Linked DNA regions of Sus scrofa: region 2 is linked to region 1. The links are chromatin contacts, called in public Hi-C maps. All regions are on one chromosome and are shown on one strand. Each heading gives the region's core, a stretch centred on a gene start, on an enhancer-like site or on the middle of the called end of the contact. The rest is flanking DNA. Distances are from core to core; before and after follow the strand shown.

Region 1 (2,700 bases), core at 180-2,679:
CTCTCAGCCTGTGGATGAGCAGCGTCCGCAGGTTCTCCTGGGCCCCGCAGACTCCGGCTGAGTGATGACATCAACTGGACACCCTAAGGACAGGAGCCTGCGACAGGGAAGCAGGGAAGGGTTCTATTTCAGATGCATTCCCCCCTTGCGGTCCTGGATCAGCTGGGCAATATGCAGCCAGAGCGATGCTCACTCAAGACAAGCCATCAGCCAGGCATTAAACTCACAGCCGCTCCACTCCAAGACCCTAAACCCTGGCCATGTTCAGGCTGTGAGGAAACATGGCAGTAAAAATGGGAGCAGCGCTACATTCGTTAGGCCCGATGGGTTTATTCATTTTAGGCTCCTGTGTCTATCTGCTGCCCTCTTTTTGGGGGGGGGGCACAAGCTGCCAGTTGTTTCCTTCGCTCCAGCGCACACCAGAGGGTGTGACAGCCAGAAACTCGGAGTGTCCTACAGCCACTCTAACAGTTAAAGATTTAAAAATAAACCAGTCCTGATAGGCAATGAGACGCTGCTGTATAGCACAGGAACTATATCTAAGCACTTGCGGTGGAACATGACGGAGGATAATGTGAGAAAAAGAATATCACACACACACACACACACACACACACACACACACATATATATATAAAATCGGGTCGCTTTCCTGTACAGCAGAAATTGACACAACGCTGTAAATCAACTATAATAAATTTTTTTAAATAAAATATATTTGAAAAAAAAAAAAAGTGGATTTCTCCTCTAGTTGCTTCCTGGGGTTTAGAGACTATTTTTAGGATCAGTGTGGTAACAACTGGCAAGAAGGCGGAAGGAGTTTCCAGCATCTCCTGCATCTGAGCTCCAGGCTCGCCTCCCCGTCGTCCCCTTCCCAGTTTCTTATCTGCGGGGACCGCGCTCTGCGGGCTCCGCCCTCCCCGCCCCCCGCCCCCACCCCCCCCCAACTCAGCGCCAGGAGGACGTGGCTCTGTGGCCGCCGCGGACTCAGGAACTTGGGGCCGGGGCACAGCTCTGGTCCTGCCGGCCCAGGAAGGGAGGGAGGGAGTTGCTGACAAGGCCAAAGTGAGAAGGGCAGCGAGAAGGCACGAAAGCAGGGCGGCCCGGGGCCCCAGGGCCGGCCCCCCAAGCCCAGGTTCCCCGCTCCCCGCTGTCTGCTGGCCAGAGATGGCAATGCCATATTAGGCGCTCTCTGGGCTCCACGCTCACCGGCTTGGTCCCCCGCTGGCAGAGCCTGCCGGGCTTTGGTTCAGAGCAGCAGACACTGGAGACACGTCGTAGATTCCATTCGGTACAGTCATGGTCCTTTCCTCTTCCCCCCCCCCCCCCCAGGCCCTTTTCCGCCACCTGCCCCGCCAAGGAAGCGCGGGCTCGGGTACCCGGTCCCCGCCAGGCTGCCGCTCCAGACCGCCAGGGACCTGCTCGGGGCGGTGGGGCCGCCCGGACACGCAGAGGCTTTTTGAGACGGAAAAAGCCACCCTCTTTTAGAGTGTGGCACAGGGGTGGGGGGAGGGAGCACTAGGATATAAGAGAGTTTGACGGCAGAACTTAAATCTAAAATCCTTTGACCGCTTGAGAAAAAAAATTACGGAAACACAGAGGTCACTACCCTCTTTTGCCTCCGAAGTGAGAACATAATCTCATTTCATGCATTTATTCGCTGTGTTCCTGTGATAACGTCTTACTCTTTTCTAAGTGGAAGCCCCTGTCAGGTGCGATACGGGGAATATAAAGGTAACTGAGGTGTCAGCAGGCTTTCTTGGATCTCTGCCTCACGCAAGTTTAAGTTGAATCTTTTTTTTTTTTTTTTTTTGCCTTGCCCTGTCAAAATCCGAATTTCCCCTAAACATACTAGCAAGTTCCACGGGGTTTCTGTCCTTAGATCAACTCTTGCTCCAGGTGTCTGCTGCTCTGCTCTGCAGCTCACCGAGTCCTGAAACTCCTCCCCCACCTTGTCCACGCGCAGGACCTCAGCTCACACAGATTAACCGCGATAGATGCTGTCACGGAGAAGTGGGAGGGTTGGGAAGGGGTGATTTGTATTTTCAAATGGCCTGTTAGACATCCCGCTTTTGTGGGTTTTTTTTTTGTTGTGTTTTTTTTTTTGTTTGTTTTTGTTTTTTTGGCTTTTTGCCATTTCTTGGGCTGCTCCTGTGGCATATGGAGGGTCCCAGGCTAGGGGTCTAATCAGAGCTGGAGGTGCCAGCCACAGCCACAGCCACAGCAATGTAGGATCCGAGCCGCGTCTGCAACCTACACCACAGCTCACGGCAAGGCCAGATCCTTAACCCACTGAGCGAGGCCAGGGATCGAACCCGCAACCTCATGGTTCCTAGTCAGATTCGTTAACCACTGAGCCACGACGGGAACTCCTAGACATCCTGCTTTTGAAATGCCCCCCAGGACTTTCAGGTCTGGTCAGAATGGAAGAACAGATATGGGACTTCTTCCTTCACAATGAAATAATATAAAACTGGACAAATATGAAGCAACTGCTTCCAGACCTTGGATAAGAACCATCACAGGACTACAGTCCTCAAGGAAAGTGAGACGTGAGGTGAGTGCAGACTCGCCATAGCTTTCTGCCTGGGGACACTTTCCCTCCTGGGGCTTAGGGGAGTGGTCCCACAAGCAGGGAGGTTCTCAATGGGGACAAATAAGAGAGACTGACTGGCATGCTGAGGTGGCTGGCACCCATGG
Region 2 (2,700 bases), core at 126-2,625, 290 kb before region 1:
ATTCCACCCACAAAAAACTGGTCTTTAGGTCAGACTGTATTTCAGTGTTTCAAACAGCACCTTGTACAGAGTAGATGCTCAGAATATATAGAAAAGAACAAATCAATTTCCATAAACTAAATAACATTTTCTCCACTAACTTTGTCATTTTGTATTAGGTAAACCAAACTGTCCATTTTTCACTGTTGTGGCGCCATAAGCTCAAATCCAGAATTAGAAAACAACTTTGCCAAATACACACTCAGTCATAAATCTATACCAGGACTCAGACCAGTCCTATGCATTTGATGCTTTGTCCACTTTCAACTTCTCACAAAGTCAGAAGAATGTAAGGTGGCGAGGTCCCTTCTTCCCTTTCACAGCTGGGTGAAAAACCCAGTGTACATAGGACCCAGGAGCTCACCATGCTGTGGCAGGGAGCCAGTTCCCCTCCACGACACCCCCCAGTCCCCAGTGTCCTCACTTGCAAAAGGGAACTTGTTGAGCTATCCTCCTACTGGTTCTGGGAGCCAAGAAAAACCACACACCCCCAAATGCTCCTAATTAAGGGAACTTTCTGGGGAAAGACACAGATCTTAAAGCAAAAAACCAAACAAACAAACAAACAAAACCCAACAACAGGCAGGAGACAGTTCCCCCTGTGGCTCAACCAATTTTGAATCCAACTAGTATCCATGAGGATGTGGAGTCAACCCCTGGCCTCGAAAGCTGGGGTGTAGGTTACAGACTCGGCTTAGATCTAGCGTTGCTGTGGCTGTGGTGTAGGTTGGCAGCTGTAGCTCGGATCTGACCCCTAGCCTGGGAACCTCTGTAAGTTGCAGGAGCTAAAAACAATCTTTTATCTTTTCTTGAAAAGATTCACCATGTGCTAGGACTTTATTAAAAGACTGTTTTCTAGTTTAATAACACCGACCCTACCCATTTTATGTTTACCTCACATCACCACTCATCTCAGTGCATGAGGACCCTGACACCTCCCTTTCTTGCTCTCCTGAGAGCTATGCGTGAAGCTGGACAGAGCACATGCTTTAAGAACCGTGAAAGGTACTGGGAAAACTAGAAAAGCATTTCAAACATCCGATCATACTTTCCTACACTTACTCCAAATACATTTTATCTTTTGAAAACTGTTTTAAATTTACATGTAACACTCATACGAGAAAGATTAACTACAAGAAATAAAATGTTAAAGTTAGCTCATTTCAATTTACTTGTACATAAGACTTATTTAAAGACACTGATAGGGTGATTAAGAAGCAGCAATGGAAATCAAATAATAAAATTCCAGGAGTTTAGAGCTAGACAGTATACTTGGGAGTTCTAGTCTAAGCATAATCATACATTCCAGAACTGACAGAAGAGGCTCTGTGACCCGACTCAAGCCACACACCAAGATCATGAGTCAAGACCTGGAGTCCATGTCTTATGACTAGCAGACCCCTCTGTGTCAGCTCACAGTTTTAGTGCTTTAGACAGCAGTTTTAAGACAGCTTTTAATCTGACTAGCTTATTAGGTTCAGAAATCTTTGGAGTCTGTTAGAAATATCCGGCTGAATATTACTTCTTAAAGTCCTTTTACATTATGTGAGACTTTAAAAATATTTTACAGCTTAAAATGGAAACACTAAGTAATTTATCTCTTATTTGAAAATAAATAATCCACAAATAAGATGTTAGTTGTACCTAAAAATAGGTACCTTGCTAACTAAATTACCTCCTACAATCATATAACCATAACAAGGACCTTAAAGTTCTGGATTTTTTCCCTCGCCCTCCGTATAGACACCAGGTGTTAGAACTGATGAGCAGAAAGAAAGCAGAAAGAAGCCTGCCTGGGCCAGGCCCCCCGAGACTGCAGCTTACAGTCTTGGAGAGTCACTAACAGGAGCTCAGTCCCTTCGGTTGTAAAAGAGACTGAAAACAGGCATCCTGCCTGACAGGCTGCTTTTGAACAAGCGGGAAAATGAACCCAAATCTTTTTCTCTTAAAAATACAATGCAAACGAGTCATGTGCTATCACTACTGTTTGGACATCCAGAGCTTTCTTCCAGTACATGATTAAATGCTTTCCAATTCTGACCAACTGCTCAATTCTCAAACATACAACTTCTCAATTTACTGCATAAAACAAATTCTTAAGACCCACCATAATTTATCTTACTATTTAACTGTGAATGTTATTCATGTGCTATATACACTTTATCAATGTAAACTCCGCTCAACTATTGACAGTCTTACGAAAATACATACAAGGGTGTACGCAAATAATGCTACTTAACTGCAGCCAACAGCTCACTAAAACCACGTATTATTGAATTAGAGAAAAAACATTTCCTTTAAATAAACCAATATAGAAATACCTTGATATTTTCCAAGTTTTGGTTCATATTAAAAGACCTAAATGAACAATGACAAGCCAAATTCCTAAGTACATGGGAAAAATTGCCATTTTCAGCACTCATCACATGGCCTCAATGGGCACAGAAACTTTACCACAACTACAGCTAGTAAAAAAAATTCTCCCCGCACCAGAAATCAACAGAATGGATGCAGTTAAAGCTAGTAAACACACACACACACACACACACGCACGCACACGTGCACACGTATGTATGTGTACTGAGAGGTTTCAGCATTTATTCATTTTGTACTACCCATCTTATGGAAAACTGCTGAAATCTATAGTTTGAATGTAAGAAT

Evidence for each region. A called contact is a pair of places that touch in the nucleus more often than the background predicts.
Region 2: a contact with region 1 is called in a Hi-C map of embryonic fibroblasts, with 2.0 times the contacts expected there. The contact joins two enhancer-like sites. A contact is called at or near these places in 4 of 47 Hi-C or Micro-C datasets (embryonic fibroblasts, heart right ventricle, retroperitoneal adipose tissue and 1 more) and 1 of 2 datasets of contacts at active chromatin or transcription factors (skeletal muscle).

The regions. Positions count from the first base shown.
Region 1 is chr13:200,835,015-200,837,714 of Sscrofa11.1, reverse strand. No RefSeq gene overlaps it. Among named protein-coding and RNA genes, the nearest start is that of DSCR3, 91 kb to the left of the region's middle. Within about 2 kb of position 1,429, at least 52 of the 83 cell types and tissues checked have an H3K27ac peak or open chromatin away from gene starts, as enhancers often do. A contact at or near this core is called in embryonic fibroblasts, where this site is marked.
Region 2 is chr13:201,122,681-201,125,380 of Sscrofa11.1, reverse strand. The region is part of intron 3 of DYRK1A (dual specificity tyrosine-phosphorylation-regulated kinase 1A); the gene reads right to left. Among named protein-coding and RNA genes, the nearest start is that of DYRK1A, 120 kb to the right of the region's middle. Within about 2 kb of position 1,375, at least 7 of the 83 cell types and tissues checked have an H3K27ac peak or open chromatin away from gene starts, as enhancers often do. A contact at or near this core is called in embryonic fibroblasts, where this site is marked.